Regions from separate parts of the Mus musculus genome. Here region 2 is linked to region 1. Evidence: chromatin contacts called from public Hi-C data. All regions are on one chromosome and are shown on one strand. The core of a region is the stretch at or near the end of the contact, and the rest is flanking DNA. Distances in the headings are between cores, read along the strand shown.

The links. Hi-C and Micro-C count contacts between places; a contact is called where the count stands out from the background.
Region 2: a Hi-C map of the N1E-115 cell line shows a contact between it and region 1, with 1.7 times the contacts expected there. The contact joins two enhancer-like sites. A contact is called at or near these places in 1 of 484 Hi-C or Micro-C datasets (the N1E-115 cell line) and 1 of 9 other capture datasets (embryonic stem cells).

The regions. Positions count from the first base shown.
Region 1 is chr11:64,465,660-64,471,981 of GRCm38.p6, forward strand. All of the region lies in intron 1 of Hs3st3a1 (heparan sulfate (glucosamine) 3-O-sulfotransferase 3A1), which reads left to right. Among named protein-coding and RNA genes, the nearest start is that of F930015N05Rik, 32 kb to the left of the region's middle. Within about 2 kb of position 3,337, at least 33 of the 459 cell types and tissues checked have an H3K27ac peak or open chromatin away from gene starts, as enhancers often do. A contact at or near this core is called in the N1E-115 cell line, where this site is marked.
Region 2 is chr11:64,669,662-64,675,983 of GRCm38.p6, forward strand. All of the region lies in intron 3 of Gm30305 (a long non-coding RNA gene), which reads right to left. Among named protein-coding and RNA genes, the nearest start is that of Gm30305, 46 kb to the right of the region's middle. Within about 2 kb of position 2,395, at least 14 of the 459 cell types and tissues checked have an H3K27ac peak or open chromatin away from gene starts, as enhancers often do. A contact at or near this core is called in the N1E-115 cell line, where this site is marked.

The DNA.
Region 1 (6,322 bases), core at 2,087-4,586:
TATTAATAAGTCATGATTCATGTTGTAAGAAATCAAAACAATAAATACATTCAGATGAAATGGTAAAGATTCCTCAGCTTGGAGAACCATCTCGGAAAGATAAGCTGTTGTCCAAAAGATCCTGAAGAGTTTGAGAGCCTGCCTTCCAACATCTTCTAGATATTTCAATTCTTGTGTCTTCCATAACAGGCGTCTTATACTATTTTTAATGATTGTTTTAACTTATGTATAAGTGTGAGTATATATGTCACATACATACAGGACCCCGAAGAGGCCAGAAGAATGCATTAAATCCCTCAGGACCTGGAGCTACAGCAGGTTGTGAGGCACGATGTAGGTTTCGGGAACCAGACACCAGTCCTCCAGAAAAGCAGCTGTATTTGTATCTCTGGGCCCCTCTCTCTAGCTCCTTTTAAAACATTTTAGGCTGCTGCTGACCCATTGAGCCTGAGCAATTAGTATGCAATCTTACATCTATTAAATCAGCATGCAGATGAAATGGTAACTGATAATAAATTATAAAGAACTGTGTTTTAAACAAGTCTCCTTTGATGAAAACATAATTTTACCATTTATTAAAGATGAAAGCAAAGTTAACTTTTAATGAGGTGGATGCGTATGCTTGTTTTAGATAAAGAGTTGCATCTTGGCTGAATACTTGATGCTGCAAGGTGTACAGCGTCTTCGCTGTTTTTCATAGATGATTTTGGTATTCTTACATTATGACAGTCAGTGGTGAGAGAAAGCTGCTTCATAGAAAAGCATATAAAAACCACCAGAAATAGATCTACTGCCATATCAAAAATTGTTGAAATTCTGTTCACTATAAGCCAAAATTCATTGAACAATTTTATTTTATGAAGTTCAAGACAACAATTCAGACTGTAGTCTTCATAATCAAACACTTTGACATGGAACATCCCAAAGGTATGCTAATTTAATACCTACATGCTAAGGCTTAATGGTAGGAAACTATTAAATGCCTGCTTTCTATGATTAATTTGCTATGTTTCTGTAATATCAGAAACTTTCTGGTGTAGCAAAAACACCACAATTCAAAGTGAACAGTAGCCTTGAATCTAAGCCCTGGTGTTTGAGGCAGTGTTCATTGGTGTAGTATGGTATGGGACATGCACAGTTTGTGAGCATGCTGTGTGATCCAAACCAAAGCTTCAGTGAGGTTGTGTGGCTCAGTACAGGCCGGTGCTCCCCCAACCAGCTTGAATCCATTGCGTGTGAATCGATGTTGGACCCTGTGTGTCAAACATTGCTCTAATGAACGTTTTGTGAACCGCCATTATCATTTACCAGACCCCATATGAGGCTGTGACCCATAGTTTAAGGTGCTTGTGGGGTGTATGTAACTGTGAAGAGGTGGAACGGAGCTACATATCTAAAGTTGGCATTAGCCACAGCATGAGGCGCTGCTCTGGGGGGATGAATGAAACGTAGGGAGACAAGATGTTCAAAGTCATGCAGACTCATCTTCAGGAAAAGCTCTTCAGATTTTCAGTGTAGGCATGCATCCAAGTGCTTTCTTGCACATCAGTAATTTGGTTCATGCATTGAGCCATAATCAATAGTAAAAATGATGTACCTGGCACCAATACTCATAGGTGCTGTTCTGTGATATTCAAGCTATGTGCTTACTGCTGCTTGATAATATCTTATAAATGTAGTGTGTAGGAGGTTGTGCCAGGAGGGTCTCTGGAGGTCAACACAGTAACATAGTGGGAGAGTTAGAGCGGGAGGAGAGAGGGAGGGAAGAAAGAGAGAGACAGTGAAAGAGAGACAGAGAGACAAAGATAGAGTGACAGAGACAGAGAGAGACGGAGCTGGAGAAATAAGAAAAAGAACAGCCATGTTCCTTAAGGCACATATCCAGTAGTAGGAAGGAGGAGGGGACGCCTTTCAGTCCCATCCTGGGGCTCTGTGACCCTAGGGCAGGTTTTAGTGCTTTGCTGGGTTTTTCTGTCCTCTGGATTCTATCGATTTAGTGATCCTTAGAACCAATGAGTGTCAAAATGAAAGAACCAGCCAGACTTCCTTTGAACTGTATCTAGATGTATGCTTGTGTCATCACTGCACAGTGGTGCACAGTGCCTGGATACTGCCGCATTTTCTCAGTTTACCTGTATTCCTAACCCCAGTTTTTCTAAGAGAAATAACTCTGCCTCCCCTAATCCCAGATAATGAGGACCTGTGTGAGTGTGCGATGGTTTCTGTGGGATAAAATCGGTACCAACCCACACGACTACCCTTCCTGAAAGGGCAAAAAGCTAGCCTCCCATTGAAGGCTCCAGTTCCTGCTCTAATCCCTCCACTTCCCTTAGACTCCAACCTCAGTGTCCTTCGGCACCAGGCCAACCTGAAAGACAGTTGTTCACTCTATCCTGGGGATTTGGTGCTGTTGGGAAAACTTACTTCCTTCTGTCTCACAGGGAGGGAGGTGTCTGTGAATCCATGAAGAAACCAATAGGGGCTTCAGGTGCCATCGGTATTATGCAGGACAGTAGGCATATATTTTCCCACTATGTATGACATCCCTGGGAATCTGTGGCATCTTGATCAGGGTCCCATTAGGTCCCCTTAAATTCCTTCATCTCAAGAGTGAGAGAAGCCTGCAACTGGCTTTATTCATTTAAACACTGTGTGCACCTGGTATGTGAGCCCCTAGTAAAGAGAAGCTGGGGCCTTCCAGGCGTAGGAAGTTAGGGGAAAAAATCATCCTTTTATGAACTCAAATACTGTGCTGTCATAGGTAAATAGAAGATGGTTTATGGCCACAGGGCACATCGATCAGCTTCATAAATGCAGACCTCTGGAGCTCAGCTGGGTGCCTAGATATTTGACTCTTTGGATGGGGTTCTGCCCAGTGGAAATGCTTGCCAGTGATTTCCATCAATGTAGAAAAACAGAACTTACAGCTCATAAATCCTCTGCCTGGCCAGACCTGGGGATTGGGGATGGGCTGGGGGTGGTAGGACCTGGGGGGAGGGCCGAAGACGGAGCGTGGAGGATGTTAAAGGAGCGCCATTAGGATAATGTTTCCTCAGTTTCTGAATCTGTCTTTCACTCTGGACATTTTTATAGGGTCATTCAAAACCCAGGATGTAATGGTGATCAGAGCCAGAAGGGAGGGGGCTGCAGTGTCAGGAATTGGCTAGCATTACATCCCCGCCACTCTCTGTCCCTCCTGTGTGCCCTGGCAGCCATGTTGGTGACAGGATGTGAAATGTTTGCTGAATGGATTGGCGTGTCTGTCTTCGGGGGACACGTTTGTCCCTGCCCTTCTTGGCTTGTCCTGGCCATGGCTGTGTCTGTGTCTGACTCATCTCTTGGCATGAGTCATTAGCTTAAAAACCCTCTCCCAGACTGCCCAAGCTGCCTTTGACTAGAGACAGAGCTGAAGTTACTGCCCAAACATTCCTGCAAACATGGGGTGGAAATTGTGATGGGATGGGAGAAAGAAATGGTGGAATCCAATCAGTTATTTCTTCAGTTTTAGGGATTTGAAAGGGTCTGAACATCGATCCTTGCTTGCAGCTTTGCTGTCTGGAAAAGACATTTGCTGCATGACCCTGTCTCCAGTCAGGGGCCAAGCTCCTTGGCCTAACAGGCACATCTGCCTTCAGTGCCACCCAGTCCAAACAAACCATAACCTCGTACTGCTGTGCATATATCCTCTCCAAAACCCACCCATACTGCTGTGCATATATTCTCTTCAAAACCCACCCATACTGCTGTGCATATATCCTCTCCAAAACCCACCCATACTGCTGTGCATATATCCTCTCCAAAACCCACCCATACTGCTGTGCATATATTCTCTTCAAAACCCACCCATACTGCTGTGCATATATCCTCTCCAAAACCCACCCATACTGCTGAGCATATATCCTCTCCAAAACCCACCCATACTGCTGTGCATATATCCTCTCCAAAACCCACCCATATCTGGAATGTTGGCACCAGTAAAATGCACAACCCACCTCCCCTGCCTCCTCTCTCTCTCCACCCCCCCCTCTCTAAAATCTCCCACTGGAATTCCCTTGTATTTCCAGCTTTGTGGGATGTCGGATGACCTATAGCTAAAGCATTGAGGGATGGTCCAGGTTTGCTACATCTCAGAAGGAAAGATTAGCAGAGAGAAGGATTTTCCTCAGAGGGAAATCAAGTAGCAAAGGGCAAGACAAAAAAAAAAAAAAGAGTCTAGCATTCTTCCCCAAGATGAGAGAGTTAGAGATGGTCAGCAGAGGCCCACAGCCACAGTCAGCGTGAGCATCCCCTGTCCTCGAACAGTGCCCCCCCCCCCCCCCCCCGAGCTGGTTATTTATTGGAATCACCTGGAAGCTTAAAAACACTGTGGGCTCAGTTTCCTCCCGAGAGACGTGTATCTTATCCATCTCTAGGTGGGCCCTAGTGCAGATTTAGAAGCTCGAGAGGTGATTCTGTGGTGCTTGGAAGAATTGGGGCCTTTTGCCTGCGATGTGCGCTGAGCAGCTTGGAAGTAGGACACTTCCTCTCTGGTCTCCCACTGTGGGTCTCATGCTCACGGGCCCTGGACATTAGGCACTTCAAAGTTCTGTATGCATTTTACTCTACTAGAACTGGAGTTTGTAAAATAAATCAGTGATTTTTGTTCATTGACTTATGTAGTTGCTATCATTACACCATATGATAAGTGCCACTATGAGCCCTCATACAGAAAGAGTAATGTGACTACAAGAGGCCTTGTAACACTATGTTCAAACAGTCCCTGAGATCTACAGTTGGATCTGGGCCTAGACCATTATTACTATTATTATTATTATTATTATTATTATTATTATTATTATTATGTGTCTAGTATTATGTATCAGGTTACTTAGGGTTTCTATTGCTGTGAAGAAAGACCATGGCAACTCTTATAAAGAAAAACATTGGAGCTAGCTTACAGGTTCATAGTTTTAGTCCTATTAGCATCACAGTGGGAAGCTTGGCAACATAGGCAGATATGATGCTGGAGAAGAAGCCAAGAATTCCACATCTGGATTGGCAGGCAGGATATATATATATGAGAAAGACAGAGAGACAGAGACAGAGACAGAGACAGAAACAGAGACAGAGACAGATAGACCATGGGCCTATCTCAAGCATCTGAAATCTCAAAGCCCAACTCAGTGAAACACTTCTTCCAACAAAGCTGCACCCACTCCTACAAGGCCACACCCACTTCACTAATGCCACACCCACTCCAACAAAACCACACCCACTCCAACAAGGCCATGCCTCCTAGTTGTGGCAGTCACTCTGAGCCTATGGGGATCATTCAAACTACCTCACCAAGTCTGGTTTGAACCACTGTATTATATCAATGGGCACTTTATTATTAACTTTTCAACAATACATCCTTTTTTTTCCAAGGGCTATTTTTTGACATTGACATTTTCTAAGCGTTTTCATGGTAGTTATTTAGACATATATTTAGGTTTTGAGTGGTCAATTCTTTTATTTTCAGATCTCTGCATTCTCCAGTTCTTAAAAGAATGCATGAAATATATGAACTTTATAGACAACTTCTCACTACTGGAGGTGGAATGTATCGTCTTCAGGAAGCTGCAGATACAGTGTTTAAAGGAATAAACTGGTCTGTCACAGGGAAGCTGCTTGCCATGACCTTTGCTGTGACTCTGCTTAGAACTGTCAGCCATTCATTTCCATACTTGGAGTTTTATTATCTATTGGCTTTTGGTTTTTAAATTCTGTATTTGAAGCTTTAATTTTGATTTCTGTTTGTATTCTTTGTAGTTTAAACAACAAGGCATACTTTTAGCATTTAATTAAGATTTGCAGGTCCGATTGTTTTTCCAAAAGTTTTTTAACAAATAAAATTTCCATAGAACATACCATTTGTGAGTATACATTTTCCCTTACACCCAAACTTATTTCCTGGTGTGAAGACCTCAGCCCTTCTCTTCTCTTCTCTTCTCTTCTCTTCTCTTCTCTTCTCTTCTCTTCTCTTCTCTTCTCTTCTCTTCTCTTCTCTTCTCTTCTCTTCTCTTCTCTTCTCTTCTCTTCTCTCTCTCTCTCTCTCTCTCTCTCTCTCTCTCTCTCTCTCTCTCCCTCTCTCTCTCTCTCTTTCTTTCTTTCTTTCTTACAAGGAGTCTCTCTTCTAAAACACCAAATGTTGACTATGTGCTTGTCCCTTTGTCCTGTCTCAAGAACTCTGGTCAAGAACTCTGGTCTTGGTGGATGTTTTCAGACTATGAGCCTAGGTCTTGAGATCTTAACGTAGCTACCTGCCTCATGGGGCTGCCTGCAGCATCCCCCCCCCCCCCCA
Region 2 (6,322 bases), core at 1,145-3,644, 200 kb after region 1:
TCAGTCTGGCGGTTCCTCAAAAAATTGGACATAGTACTACCGGAGGATCTCGCAATACCTCTCCTGGGCATATATCCAGAAGATGTTCCAACCGGTAAGAAGGACACATGCTCCACTATGTTCATAGCAGCCTTATTTATAATAGCCAGAAGCTGGAAAATACCCAGATGCCCCTCAACAGAGGAATGGATACAGAAAATGTGGTACATTTACACAATGGAGTACTACTCAGCTATTAAAAAGAATGAATTTACGAAATTCCTAGGCAAATGGATGGACCTGGAGAGCATCATCCTGAGTGAGGTAACCCAATCACAAAAGAACTCACATGATATGTACTGAGTTATCACTAATAAGTGGATATTAGCCCACAAACTTATAATACCCAAGATATAAGATACAATTTGCAAAACCCATGAAACTCAAGAAGAACGAAGATCAAAGTGTGGACACTTTGCCCCTTCTTAGGCATAAGATCTTAAGAATCAAGCAATAAACTTTAGTACGAAACACAAAATCTATAAAACTATATATTATGTCAAATTACAAAAACATGGTCATTTTAAACCAATGAGAAGCTTGAGTGTGTAACTGTAAAGAATCCACCCTTAGAGATATCTTTCAAGAGATGTATATAGCCCATCCTGGAAGCCATGTTCAGCAGGTTGTGTTGCTTGCTGGTATGTCATATTCTAATCTATGCTCTTGTCCGTGACTATGTTAAAATTTTAGATTTTAAAAAGAGTATTTGGCTATTGCCCCTCAACAGAGGAATGGATACAGAAAATGTGGTACATTTACACAATGGAGTACTACACAGCTATTAAAAAGAATGAATTTATGAAATTCCTAGGCAAATGGATGGACCTGGAGGGCATCATCCTGAGTGAGGTAACCCAATCACAAAGGAACTCGAACAATATGTACTCACTGATAAGTGGATATTAGCCCAGAAACTTAGGATACCCAAGATATAAGATACAATTTGCTAAACGCATGAAACTCAAGAAGAATGAAGACCAAAGTGTGGACACTTTGCCCCTTCTTAGAAATGGGAACAAAACACCCATGGAAGGAGTTACAGAGACAAAATTTGGAGCTGTGACGAAAAGATGGACCATCTAGTGATTGCCATATCCAGGGATCCATCCCATAATCAGCTTCCAAATGCTGACACCATTGCATACACTAGAAAGATTTTGCTGAAAGGACCCAGATATAGCTGTCTCTTGTGAGACTATGCCAGGGCCTAGCAAACACAGAAGTAGATGCTCACAGTCAGCTATTGGATGGGTCACATGGTCCCCAATGGAGGAGCTAGAGAAAGTACCCAAAGAGCTAAAGGGAACTGCAACCCTATAGGTGGAACAACAATATGAACTAACCAGTACCCCGGAGCTCTTGTCTCTAGCTGCATATGTATCAAAAGATGGCCTAGTCAGCCATCACTGGAAAGAGAGGCCCTTTAGACTTGCAAACTTTATATGCCCCAGTACAGGGGAATGCCAGGGCCAAAACGGGGAGTGGGTGGGTAGGGGATTGGGGGGGTGAGTATGGGGGACTTTTGGGATAGCATTGGAAATGTAAACGAGGAAAATACCTAATTAAAAAAAAGAGAAAAAAAAGAGTATTTGACTCATATATTTCTCTGTGTCTAGACCATTCCTCAGACATTACCAGGATCTATACTGTGAGGTGCAATGGTTGAGGTGAGAAATCTATTGGGGTCCCCACCTGAGGGACCCTCAGGAACACTTTGTTCTTCCTGAATCTGTTTCTTTTAGTATAATAAGTGGCATGATAGTGTCTAATTTCATGATTTTTTAATAGGCCTGAAACTCAGTCATTTAACATGAGTGTTCAAAAAGAATCCCAAAAACAATTTAAAAAAAAAACTCAAAAGAAACAAACAAAAAGAAAAACAAAACAAAAAAGAAAAACAAAACAAAACAAAAAAATCAGAAAGCTGAATACTCTTTCTTCAAAGGTGTTCTAATGTGCAAGATCATCACCATCATTGCTAACAGAAGAAACTGCTTCCAACAAACAAGAATTTTAAAGCAAGCAAGAGTACTGCCATGAGGCCATGGGAATTGCCCAGGAGGAGAGGGCACTATGGTAAGCAATTCAATCAGAAATTTCAATGAAGTACTGAACCACCTCTCAACACATCTCCACTTTTCAAAATGTGCACGTGTTGCATGGATCAATTGGGCAAGAAGCTCACAGCCTGTCAAGTTCAACTGCAGTTGAGGAATTGCTAACTGTGTCCTGGTCAGCCCCCCCTCGGGGGGGGGGGGCGCATGGGGAGCACCCCACACACATATGCACAGGCTTGGCCCAGACTAGCACTGCTCTGCAACTGATCTTCCTCCACCCCCTTAATGAAGTTTGACACTTGGCAGAGGCAGGGAGTTAGGAGCATGCTCATAATGAGCTCTTTCCTAAGAGGCTTTGAAGCAACATTAGCAACAGCAGCATTCCTCCTGCCTCAGGCTTCTCCCCATTATCTGCCTTGCTGCAGGGCTGGCAAGGCTGTAGTTAATTGCATGCCAAATACCACATTAGACCATATGACTGAGGGTGCTGCATATCATTGCCAAAGTTCGATTTAAATTCTTTTCTAAGCTGAGCTCCAGAGGTGTTCTGGACACTCCTTCCTGCTCTTGCGATATTCTGAGATCCCTGTGAGAACTCCAACCTTCATGGGGAGGCACTCCTCTTAGGGCAAGTCAGACAGGAACCATTATATTCGCAGGGTCATTCTAGAGTGCCCCTGGTGCTTAAGGAACACTAGAAACTATTCAAGAGAATGAGAAGGTCTGGGCACCGTATGATCCTGGGAGGGCATAAAAATGAATGAGAAGATGTTTATGTGACTCCTTTTGATGGGAGCTGAACTACATCGTATGAGCAGGACATAGCCATTGAGAAGGGAAAGGAAAGGACGTTCTAGGCAGATGGATAATGCATGTATGGTGAAAAGACTGAGGATGGCAATGGTCAGGTCATGTGTCTTATGAGCTAAGAGGCACACAAGAGAAGAGCGTCCTCAGTGCTGTTAACACTAGGCGACAGTTCTGACACAGCAGCCTTTTTGGGGCTTCCTGTAGTCCCCACCAGCTGGCTCTGTGTTGGGCAACAGCTTCTTGCAGACCCCTGGGAACGGTGTTTGTCCACTGTCATTATGATTTAGCTGAACCTCATTCCTCTCTGACCTATAATTCCTAGAAAGCATTGGCACAAGGCTTGAGCATTTGATTTTTGTGGCACGGGCACCGAGCGAGTGTTTTATGAAGATTAGATAAAATGCACGTATGCAAGAGACAGTGAGGAATGCCTGGGGCACCTTTGGAGAATGGCTGCTTTTAAGATGGTTTAGGGAGCAAGTGGCTGAAACTATTGTTGCAAAGCAATAGAAAGCACTGGCTCTAAAGAAACCCCACCACTTCTCCCCACCTACTTCTGTAGAAAGGAGTTAAAAGAGCTAAGGATAATTCTGATTTTTTTCACATGGAGAGAATTGAATCCAATGAGATATTACAAAAGGAGTATTAAAATAACTACTAGGCAGGAACGAGGGAAAAGGGAGAAGGAAAAGAGAAAATTTGAGAACGTACATGAGGGAGGAATCAAAACTCTAAGCCTTTTGATATCCTTTGCACAGTGCCCGATCACCTATGTCTCAGCCTCGTGAATGAACTCTCAAGAACAAGTTTGAAGTGTGGGTTGGATCCAGGCTCAGATTTCACATGGCAGTTATCTTCTGTATTTGAAATGCCAATTGGTTATTAAAAACACATTTCCTTAGCTTTGACTACCATCTAATAGACAGGTAACCATTACAACACTGTTAAACCCCAGTAAATACTGCTTATTGGAAACACATTTCTTTCAGCCCAACATTATGATTGTGCAGGGGTCTATCACAGAAATCTTGAAACTCGACCAATTTGTGCCAAAAACACAGCTCTTCCCTTTTGAATTCATAAGGCTGGGGCTACTGTCTCAAGCGGAGAATTATGGAATCTCCAGCAAGTGCCTTGCTAATGAATGCCGACTGCTTTGTTCAGAGTCTGGCAGTTTGTCTAATCACTCGGAATAACAACTGGAAGCAAGAGTACTCTGCACATTCCCAGCAGGTCTGCTCAGAGCATGCTGCCCACTTTGTGTGTAGACCAGACTGTTACTGGTTTAGACAGAGATTCCTAGCAGAAAATGTTTTGGAGGGGCAGATGGATCACTCTGTGGCTTGGGTGCATTTTTCTACCCAGTGGATCTAGAGTACTGTAACTACCTTCTTGGCCTTGGGCTTGGGCTATGCCCTGGAGTCCTGGACCATAACTCAGCCTGGGGCAGTATAACTGAGGAAGAAGGAAATTATTGGACTGTAGAAAGATAAAGAGATCTAAAGTTCAGTATTCTCCATTCTACCCCGATGAGAATCGTTCAAGGCTATCTATCTAGGGCCTTTATGCTTTGGGGGTAACAGGGCAGTGTAAACAAAATACTGCATTCTCTTTTGCTTGTTTCCACTAGTGTACAAGGTTCGTTAGCTCTTCTGGACCTGGGTGGAGTGTAAGGGATATTTGCTGTTTCATAATTATATTTATTTCCTGCTTCAAATTGGTTTAGGACACTAAGAACCTGAGAGCTGTAAAAACCAGGCTGACGCCCAGTTCACCATGGGGAAATATTTGAACACATCCTTGCAGGTTGGTGAAAATGTTCCCAGGGGACTGGGAACCCCTAAAGTCAACATCTCCCTGAAGTGGAAACTTAAGGGTTCTTTGGCAAATCAGTTGTGTTGGGTGGTATTTCTCTGGAGCAAACACGTGAAGGAGTGTTTTCCTGAAGTGGGCACAGGTGAAAGACTAAGGCAGATCCATGAAGGAATGTTTTCCTGAAGCAGACATAGGAGAAAGGATGTTCTGCTAAAGCAAGCACGTGAAAGGACACATGGTGAAGGATTCTTCATTAACCACATGCTTGTATTGGTCCATCTTACATTGTGTAGTCAGGACTTCATAGAGAGAAAGGAACCAAAAACTTCTGGTGGTGCGCTGCAGTTTCTTGTGGCTTCCACAAACTTGAGTTGATTGGCAGAGTGAAGTCAGCTGAGACAGATGCACAGGCTGAGGCAAGACCTGTGGAGGACACGTGATGTTTGGAGAGAGTATAAATAGAGCTTGATGGCCAGTGACTGCGGCTGACCCAGGCTTGCCTACAGAGCTAGCTGTGCAATGACTGTGGGTCTCTTGTCTTCACTGATCTTCACTTCACTGAGAGAGACACAGGTGAGAACATTTCCTGGTATTCCTGTTGGCTCTGGTCACTCCTGCTGACTTGTGCTGAGGCCTCTGCTAGGTAGTGCCACCCATGCTGACTTTCATTTGCTATCCCAACGATACCAAACTGGATTGCTGGTGTATCTGTGAAGTGTTTGTGAATGGACCGAGATGCTGCTGCTCACCTGTGAACTGAGCTGCTAATTTCCAGAAACACAGATGGGAGTTGCTCCAAAGAACCTTTCTAAACGGGCCTGCTTCCCCATATCCTTTCTTTTCCACTACCTCTGGTGGGTGGTAGGCTGCAAGGGCGATTAAAGTGTTTAAAAACCATCATTAAAAGTAGGGTTTGAAAAATTAAAGTTACATCCCCCTCTTCTCTGGCATCCCTCCAGTCCAATATCTGAGATGCTAAAATCCGGATGGGATTTACAAGAGTGGCTGTGAGTTCTGCCCCTAGGGCCTGTGCTGTGATATATTTTGTGTCTCCTCTGGATGTGACAACACATCCTTTGCTAAGGACTAACAGAATCTTGAAAATGTAAAGAATGAGTTCCAATGGAAGCTAGATGATCAGAAGAGATTAGCCACAAAACACTAAACCTCATGAGCCTCAGGCCATCTTTCCTGTTACAAGGATGCTGGCTTTGAGTGAGAGCTACAGTGTGAGCCTTCTTCAGCCTTCTCCAGTTTCCCACAACTGTCCTATGGAGTGGTGTGATGTTATGAAATACATATTTAGTGGGTGATGAGTTCAAGTTTAGCATGAGCAACCTGGCTAGATGCTAGATCAAAACAACAACATTGTGCAGTTTGGGGAGACTTGGGTTTTAACCTATGAGCACCAGTGTTACTACCACAGAACACACAGACAGTGCTCCCAAAGGAGGATTCCACTGCAGTTCTCGTTGTTTTCTGGATGCCCTCATATCCCTGAGGTCAGATGTATTGTGAAAGAGACAGAAAAACAAAAAGAGACACACTAAATGTGCTACCTTTAAATCTATAGCCTGTCAAATAAATATTAATTTGCA